2 separate regions of the Zea mays genome follow, and region 1 is linked to region 2. A link is a contact called in public Hi-C data. All regions are on one chromosome and are shown on one strand. The core of a region is the stretch at or near the end of the contact, and the rest is flanking DNA. Distances in the headings are between cores, read along the strand shown.

What was found. Hi-C and Micro-C count contacts between places; a contact is called where the count stands out from the background.
Region 1: a Hi-C map of leaf shows a contact between it and region 2, with 6 times the contacts expected there. The contact joins the promoter of LOC100384030 here to the enhancer-like site in region 2. A contact is called at or near these places in 8 of 25 Hi-C or Micro-C datasets (bundle sheath, ear, endosperm and 3 more) and 1 of 3 datasets of contacts at active chromatin or transcription factors (leaf).

What each region holds. Positions count from the first base shown.
Region 1 is chr3:10,259,312-10,264,206 of Zm-B73-REFERENCE-NAM-5.0, forward strand. It overlaps LOC100384030 (glossy13), which reads left to right and starts at 3,524. Exons shown (of 24, transcript NM_001321723.1): 1 at 3,524-3,885; 2 at 4,685-4,805. The coding sequence starts at 3,587.
Region 2 is chr3:10,215,891-10,220,902 of Zm-B73-REFERENCE-NAM-5.0, forward strand. No RefSeq gene overlaps it. Among protein-coding and RNA genes, the nearest start is that of LOC100384030, 44 kb to the right of the region's middle. Within about 2 kb of position 1,956, at least 14 of the 20 cell types and tissues checked have an H3K27ac peak or open chromatin away from gene starts, as enhancers often do. A contact at or near this core is called in bundle sheath, ear, leaf and 1 more, where this site is marked.

The DNA of each region.
Region 1 (4,895 bases), core at 2,274-4,773, 45 kb after region 2:
ACACGACATGAAGTGAGGCACGAATTAGAAAACTAACGTTTTAAATGCTCCAGTAAATTTATCTCTTCACAAAACTTGAATCAACGTGTCTTTTGATAGCGACGAGAGGAGATAGGTCAAGACATATTGAGCTTTGCCTTCCCAATCTTCGTTACTCCGGATTGTTCATCTTGTTCTCTTTTACATCGACACCCTTTTGGAAGATTTTGACCACCGATGTCTTGATCTCATCGACTAGCTAGGAAGCCGAGCAGCTTTGCTTGCGGATAGTAGCTCTAACTTGTGCATGCCATAGCGCACGGTTGGACTTCCACAGATTCGATAGACCGAGGACAAAAGATTCATGGAGGTAAATGATGGAGGTAAATGATGATGAACTCTTCGTTGCTCTAATTACCATGCCAATTGTATAGAGACGTTTTAAAATAATATAGCCCACAATCCGAATCCAGATCTTTATACTTTGCATGTTAATGTATTAGGTGAGGAATAACCTCTTAGAATGATGAACATATATAGGAGCATATTTTAAAAATCGTAGATACATACAATACGAACTTATAATCCTATACAACAATATGTAATCCACCCGGCCCGGCCTGCAGGTTCTCTTCTCTTTCCTTCCTGCTGTCAGTCTGTCACCAGGCAGTTAAAGCCGCACCGGTCCCGGACAGGTATAATTGGATTCTAGTTTCGTGCGAGATGATGCGCCTCTTGGGGCGTTCCAAACGGAGCTATTGACGATGACGTACGGCGACGGCGACGACGTGGGGGCGGGGGTAATTAACTGCAGCTCGCAATTGCGGTTGGCGGGAGCTAGCCATGGCCCAACGCCACCCATCGGGAAGAAGCCAGACCCGCAGTTATTGGGGCGAGCGAGAGCTGTGCCGGGGCCACCGGCCATGTTCCAAGACAAGCGAAGCAGAGCTAGCTGTACTGGCGGCCCCTCTGCTGCCTGTCTCCAGCCCTGATCTATCTCCATCTCTTCCCCCTTCCCTTAATTCCTTCCAACCCTCACCATCAGCAAGTCTCCGGGTTGTTTGATTTGCTCACTAGTCACTACGCATGGTACTACCGTACTACTCACGGCTTGAAGATTGAAGGAGTACATACTGCGAGCGACTGGAGACAGCAGTGTCAACAGTGCAGGCTAGCATAGGTATACTGTTGGTAAGGAGGAGTGAATAGCAGCAGGGCAGCACTGTTATTCATCACATGAGCTGAGCTGGAAATAAAATCGCACGGGCCGGCCGGGTGCTTCTTCACGTGCGACGGGGGTGCATTATCCATGGCGCCAACCTGTTGCCGCTGGCAACCAGCTCGGGCTTGTCGCGCAACTGTACACAAACGTCTACGATGTGGTGCCATGCTGCCATGACATACAACAAACGCTTGCGGGCACATCAAAACGACTCATCATCATCACACGTCGGCCAATGCATCATTTGAACTCTAGACTTCCATCGTAGAGAAATTTGTCAATAGCTCAGTGTGTGAAATGCTAAAACATTTCAATGCCAACGCGCCTTATTATTTTTTTTTGCAATTTTGTTAGAGATCATATGTTAGTATGCATTTTTCTCCTAAGACCATCTCTAGCAGCTTACCCATACATATACTCATATTCAAACTATACTCTACAAACAATATAATCTATAATGCAAAACAGTATAAAAAGTGTTTTTATCATATGAGTGAACTACTGGACCTTACACCTATATAGTCACTAAAAACACCGTTTTGCATCGTTTTATATTATAGATTACACTGTTTATATAGTGTAGTTTGAATATAGGTATATGTATAGGTAAACTGCTGGAGATGGTCTAAGTGCATGCTTTTTAGAGCGGTAGCTTTGGGGGGGTCTTGGTTTGAAAGCAAAAACTTTCTGGTTTTTTTTGGCTTCTATAGTACTAGTTGTTGTCGTTTTGTAGTAAATTTTTAGCTTCTCAGCGTATTAAAAATCAGAGAGGCTTCACTCAGCATAGCTTTTAGTTTGTTTTTCTCGGAAGTCAGCATTTTAACTTTTCAAACGGCAATTCAATGTTGGGGCTGCTTGTTTCATCTTTCGCTCCGGATTAAAACTAATTATTTGGACTGTTATAGTTGTAATTTATAGAGATAAAACACTATAAAAACAGTAGAAGTTGGTATATTATAAAACAGAAACAAACAAGCCCTAAATTAAATTTATCTACTCGATCTATCTTTATTTTTTTGAAAAGATATATTAACATATACTCTCTCTCCGTCCCTGTGTGTGTATATATATTATATAGGATTTGCCGGAAAGATAGAATGTTACTTCTGCAATAGAGAGTATTAAAACTAGACGGTCTTCTCTTCTTTATCTCTTCTATTATATGAAACACCAGTTTCCACGGTTCAACGATTATCGTGTCCCCCACATTTAAACGATATATATAGTCGATAAAGTTTTGCATCTTTCGAACAACCTTAGGGTCTTTTTGGTTGGACTGTGTCTATGAAAAAAATTAATATGGGCTGTTAAAAAACTAAAAACAATTTGACGAAAACTATTAAAAGTCGCTATTTTTTAATATATATTTTCACAGTTTCATCTGAAAAGCTACTAAAAACAGGTATAGAGGTGCTTTCAATTTTGCACTGCAAGAAAAGTCGACTATTAGGAAAAGCTGTTTTTTGGATCGAACCCTTTAATTTAACTTTTGGCTTTTAAGGTGCAAAAGCTAGAGCCAAAAGTAAAACCAAAGAGACTCTAAGGCTATCTGTAGCAGTTTTCTCTAAATTTGTCCGTATATACCACATGCAGCCACATCATATAGATTCCACCCCTACGTTTTCCTTCCCGTATAGGTTTTTTTTTTAAATTCTCTTCCTACACTCCACTATAACCTAAAATATTATTTTTCATACCTATCTGTGATCCAACGTCATTTTTTTCTACAACTAACAATTAATACGTGCGTACCAACTTCGAGACAAAGAGGACCGACAAAATCACGCAACCCTTGAACTGTAGCAAGGAGGGGCGCTTGTAGCGCACAGCGCTGCGGAGGGGTGAGGGTCACTCTATACGTCTACAGGAGTAAGGGAGGGTGACACTCGCGGCGAGCGCTGCGGACAGCCTAACACACAATAATCACCATGGGTTGGTAAGCAGTATAGAGGAAGGAAATGAAAGATTATTGTTAAATGAGCCCACGAACAGGCCCAGAACAACCATGCCCGGAGAGTCTCACTTGAGTCTGAAGTCTGAACTGGAAAATGAAAAGCCGGTGCACGGCTTCCCCATTTCCTTCCCTCCCTTTCTTGTGAACCTGTCGCCGTCAGCTTCCAGGTCTCCGCTAAAAACCCCCGAGGATTAGAGGCGCAAAGCAGAGAGAGAAAGCCCGGGGGCGACTGATCGAAGGAGAAAGCGGCCTATGACCATAAATGCGAACGAGTCGGTGGATCCACCCCCTCCTTCCCCAGTCCGCCATTACCACCGCCTGCCAGTACGCCCTCCTTAAATGGCCGCACTGCCGCGCCACACACCGGGCGGAAAGGCGCGGGCAGCGGCAGCTAGGGTTTGGTGTGGCGGGGGAGACCGATCGGGGGCGAGATGTGGGCGGCGGAGGCGGCGTTCTCGCGCTCCGGGTCGTGGCGGGAGGCGGAGGACGAGCGGGAGGCGCTGCGGTGGGCCGCGCTGCAGCGGCTGCCCACCGTCACCCGCGCGCGACGGGGCCTGCTCAGGTCCCCGGCTCCCGACGGGGCCGCGGCCGTCGAGGGCGACGACGTGCTCTGCGAGGTCGACGTCGCCGGGCTCTCCTCCGGGGACCGCACCGCGCTCGTCGACCGCCTCGTCGCCGACTCTGGCGACTCCGAGCACTTCTTCCGACGCATACGCAGCCGCTTCGACGCGTGAGTAGTTACACTCCTGCATTTTAATTTGCTCCCTCGTCATCATGCTTTGCCCTGTGTCGTTGTCTCCCCGCCCCAGTTCAAAAATAATGTCTCGACCTCGTCGTCTCCCCCACACCACTCCGCCGCCTCCGCGCGCGCGGACGAGCTTGCGCGCTTCGTCCGTTGTTGTGCAGCCAGGGTGACCCACGCGGCGTTGCATGACATGTGGGCCCAAGCGGCTCATCCGCGGACCGCGGGGTTTGGAAAATTGGCAAGTGGCAACCGCTGCATGGCAGGTGCTAGTGCTACCGCGGAAAGGCTACGCGGTTAGGGAGGCTGACTAGTGGCGCCAGTAGGTGTTTGTACGGTTCCGTCCTTCTGGTTCAGTGTGTCGAGTCTAGTTTCCGGCTTTCCGCCGTCATCTCGTCGTACTCACACGTCCCAGTCGCCGCGGAGATTGGCGCCTCGAAGTTTTCTTCTCCAGATGGGCTATTCAGAAGCTTCCAGGCCTCCACGGCATGGCCCATGGACGTGCAGGCCATGATTGGGCCTCCGGGTGCGGATGCGAAAGCAGGAGCCAGAGCGCCAGCAGTAGCAGGCGGCGTGAAGAGCATCAGATCGCCTGTTGGCAGCAGCGCTAGTAGATTTTGCTCGTGCGTACTCGTACGACGAGCTACGTACGTGTCCGCTTCTGTCAAATAATTTGCTTCCTTCGGAAGCACATGCTAAAATTTGTATCGAGGCATCACAGAGCTATACTGATCTTGCTTTTGGGCTCTGAAACTCTGTTGATTTTCCCGTCTCCTCGCTCCTGCAGAGTGCAGATAGAGTTCCCCAAGATCGAAGTGAGGTATGAGGATGTGACAGTGGACGCTTACGTGCATGTTGGGAGCAGGGCTCTACCGACCATCCCGAACTTCATATGCAACATGACAGAGGTTGGCCCAAAGATCTTAACTGCAATTTTTTTCGTCAATATACGTTTTTCATCATATCGGTTGTTCTAAACTTGATCTCCATGTGAAAGT
Region 2 (5,012 bases), core at 706-3,205:
CTGCTTTGCCCACCAGTTGCAGTTAGTGGTTGTTTCAGTTGCGAAGTGTTGTTCTTCTATCATGGATTTTTTTAACTACACAACTTTGATTATTAACACTGTTAATGCATCCTGTAAGAGGCATGACCAATTGGCCCAAGAACATCATGATAATCTAGTGAAAGGATTAGAGAACGAAGAAATTTTTTCTGGAAGAGGGAAAAATCAAGAAACAAATCTTACAAGACCTGGAGATACTCGTTGGGGATCACATCATAAAACTTTGTGTCGTTTACAACTCATGTGGCAAGCCGTGTTGGAAGTGTTAGAGAATATATGTGATGATGGCCCTACGTCATCAACCAAAACATGTGCTGCAGGATTGATAAAACAAATGGAGAGTTTTGAATTTGTGCTCATTATGCATATTATGATTCAATTGTTGGGTAAGACTAATGATTTGTCACAATGCTTGCAAAAGAAGGACCAAAATATAGTTCGTGCTGTATCATTGATTGAAGTTACATTGCAGAAAGTTATTAACTTTAGAGAACATGGTTGGGAGGATCTATTTGAAGAGACAAAAGCATTTTGTCTCAAGCATAATATTATAGTGCCAAATATGTTGGATACAATTGCAGCTAGGGGTCGCTCGAGGGGTCGTGGAGGCCAGCTAGTGACTTACCAACATCATTTTCATCATGAGATATATAATGTGGTACTTGACCAACTTATTGTGGAATTAAACAATCGCTTTGGTGAAAGATCTACAGAACTATTGAAATGCTTTGCCTGTCTTGATCCTAGAAATTCTTTCGCCAACTTTGATATAGATAAGTTGGTTCAGCTTGCCAAACTATATGTTGCTGACTTCTTCCCATATGATTTGATTTGCTTGAGGGAGCAACTTGAGACATTCATTGTTGAAGTGAGAGGTGATCCAGAATGGTCAAGTTGTACTGATATTGGTATGATTGCACAATTGATGGTTAAAAGTGGAAAGCATGGTGACTTACAGTTGGTGTATCGTCTCATTGAGTTGGTGTTAGTATTGCCGGTGGCAACAACATCTGTAGAAAGGGCATTTTCTGCTATGAGTATTATCAAAACTGAGTTGCGGAATAAGATGGCTGATGATTGGCTAAATCACCGCATGGTGTGTTATATTGAGAGGGATATATTTACAACTATTGAAGATGAAAAGATATTAAAACATTTTCAAGATATGAGGACCCACAGAATTAATCTACCTCGTTCTAGTGGTATTTACAAAATCGTTGTTCTAAATTTGCTTTACATTACTATACTATAGTTGCTGATTTCTTTTTCATGCCTCTAATTTGTGCTTTTATATTTTTTCAGTGGCTTCCAACTCTGTACTTGAAACAATTGTTGAATAATGAAGATATTTGCTTCATGATGGCGCCAATTATATGTTATCTATCTGTAAGTTAAATTTTATTGTACCTTTGCACTATGTTATATTTTGTTATCCTTTTCTTAATTAAGTTTGGCCCGGGGCTTGGGTAAATCCTAGATCCGCCACTGTTGCCGACCACACTCCACAAAGACGCACGCGCAGTTTAATAATGTTTCTGTAATTAACCGAATTGGTTCGGTTCCTATTTTTTCTACATTTATTTCGGCTATTGTTTTTCAGAAACCGAAATTTTTAAAAACCTTATAAACCAAACTGAATTAACCTAATAAACTGAATGCGCACCGCCTACACTGTACAGTGTAAAAAGCGGCGCATCAATGCTGAGTAGGCGTACGTCCAAACGTGGCAGCGTGCGCGCGATAACGACGACCCCTGCATCCGCGCGCGGAAAAGAGACGCCGCACGAGAAGAAAAGGCGGAGAGGAAAAAAGAAAACCCCACAGGAAATGCTCAACGGCAACATGATACGAGTAGGCAAAGCAGACCAACAGATCGTACGGCGTTCCTTTTTTTTTTGGAGGCAGGGATGCTCCGTTCCGTTCTTTTTCGTGTGGTCAGTGGGCCGGCCGGTCCGTTCCGTTGATGCCGAGTGAGGAGTAAATGGCTGCAGGAGAAAGCTGGTGAAGCAACAACGCTGCATTCAATTCAGCATCGATTACTAGTAGTAGTAATATTGCAATCAAGATGGGGCTTTCTTGGTCGGGCGTCACGTCATGGCGTTTGTTTGCTCCAATTTCAGGGCAAAATATGAGTGGCCAGATGTCCATCCGGCCGTCCTGCACGGCACCGATATATGGCAGCCACGGTTTGACGGGGCTGGGATGAAAAAGGAAACTCATAATTTAATACAACACACATAATATTAATGGTTAGATGATGATTAACTAGTAGGACAATAATATAAGATAAATAGATACATAGAGACAACACTACATTGTTATTTGTTTGCTAGTGGTGTATATAGAGACTACTCCCTCCGGTGCAGTAAAAGAAGTCATCCTGCGCGTGACCGAGTGTGCACAAAAAGAAGTCATAGCGCGCGTAGGTCTGGGATTTGGACGTTGTTGCCCCTAGTAATTGCACAAAAAAAGATGTATTTAAGAGGAATCGAACTTGAGACCTCCAGTCTAGAATGCTTTAGAGCTACTGCAGCAACCAATCAAGCCTGATTGTTTTAGTGACGTTAATGCACCCATATCCCTATTTAATAGGGGCAAACAGGGAAAACTCTATGATAATTAATCACTCCTTGGTATGCACAATCATGTCCTAAACGACTACCTTTACTGCACTGGAGGGAGTATATTGTTTAAGTCTTTAGACCAATTGTCATTGAGGAGAGCCAGTGGATAGAATGACTTCTTGTGCTATAATTTGTCATCTAATAATATGAGGCTTTAGCTAATGCACTAATGCATTTTGGGGTTGAGGATGATCCTGGATTTCTCAAATACGTGTTCAACCTGGACAAAAACGGAATCCCGCAAAATCGGTGAGGATAGACTCTCTCTCTCGTTTCCGTCCTATTTGCAGAATTTTCCTCAAATTATAAAACAGACAAGTCAAATGTCAAAAACGGCATAGATTGTGTTTACCCGTCCGTTTCCAACCCTAGATCTAGGGGGCATGTGTCGTGCCTCAAAAAACCACACGCTTCATTGGCGGCTTGGATAGATATTATATATATACTTTTTTCGAACGGCCCCTAAAAAGCACGATAAATTAACATGCAGTGTTAGCCTATAGTAGATGATATTATGAAACATCATAATCATTCATAAAACCAAAGTTCCACAAATTTATTCACTTCACATCCACTATGTCTACAAAATCATATCCACAAGTTGATATTATCATATTCTCGCATTCACAGCCACCAGGGGTGGATTAAGGATCTGATCACACAACGAGCCAGCTATTAAATCTATTGTTCTTCCAATACATTTTAGTCTAAAGACAACAAATATAAGTAGGAACATATGGATTAATCCCTAGGCCACGGGCTCAGTGGATCGAGGCTTGTATCCGCCCAGCCACTTATCATAAATTTACACTCACAGGTCACAAAATCACAGAATCAACAAAGAACTTAAGCAACAAAACCAATAGAGAAGACATACAACAGAAAATTTAATAATTGAGTTGTCTTATGTAATGCTCTTATTTAAAATCTTTATAGGTAAAACTCAGACTTATGATAAATCTTATAAAGAAAAAAGAGTGCAACCACCTTATAAATTAAGACTTATAAACCATTGTTTAACACATAAACAAGTCTCACAACTTCACAATCACAAACTCTCGATCTTAGTCACTCATGGATCATTCACTAACTCAGACTTCACACACAGTCCTTCAGTCCCACTAAGCACAACTGACAACAGCTTCATCTTCACCAAGATACAAGTTTTTGAATGAGTCTTCAAGCTCTTTGTTCACAACCATATTTGTTATCTTGTTTCTCCTAACCTTTAGTCCTTGTTGTAGATCAATATCTCCACAAATTTGGCTAACAATCATCATCGTCGCACTTTAACTACCCTGACAATCAAGCTAAAACAAGATTCTAAAGAGATGGTAGGCACAAGAACTAATCGTCAATTCATGCTTATAGAGATAAGCCCTTCTTTCTGATGTTTAAGCAAATGGCCAATGCCACCAAAAGATCTAGCAATCAATTCATGCTTATAGAATTTGCAGACAACGAATCAACGATAGTCCAAACATGTTTACCATTCACAACCTCAAACACCTTATCAAAGTTGGCTCATATACCAGATCGAGGATGCTTACCAATGAATGAAGTACCATATGTCATGTTGGAGCTGACAAGTGTCCCTGTCTCCATTGTTGCTCCTTCAACATTGTTGTCTAGATTGATTTGATCCAAACAAAATCGTTGCCAATGTCGATACCAAACAAGGCAATGACATCTCATGGACGTCGCCATCATTTTTGGTGACAACCTTGTCACTTTGTGGTCTTCGTTACGGATTAGTGGTTAGACGACATTGTCATCCTCCATGGCGTCCACGATCGTGGAGGGCTCATCTCTAAAAGCATTCTTCAACAGTGTGAGTGGCCATTGTGCCTATTCTACGCTAGAGCATGAGGATGAGGCATCGACTACTAGCCAACAAAGACGAGAGAGAGATATTAGAGAGAGAAAGAGAGAGATCTAGGGTTAGGGTTTGAGTACCTACATAAGAGAAGCTAGATGTCTGAGAAGACAAGGGCCACCTAGAGAAATGAGAACAATGAACATATTATAAAATACAACAAGCAATGAAGGAGGGATGGATGGGGACACGAAGTCACAAACTCACATAGTTCACCGAGAGGGGAGAGCAAAAAAGGAGATGGTAAGAGGGGACACAGTGAGATATGGGGGAGTAGGGCCATTCAAATTGAACAAGTTGAGATCATTCAACTATTGGTTGCTCACCTTTTTAAGATTCCTCCATGCAATTTTTAGAATTTTTGCAACTAACTTCACTTCTGCACCTAAACTCTTTGCTTGGGTTAAAGACAGTTAGGTTTTGTCTTCTCTCGGTATGCAACATCTTAAGCATGCTAAGTTGCGGATGAAGAA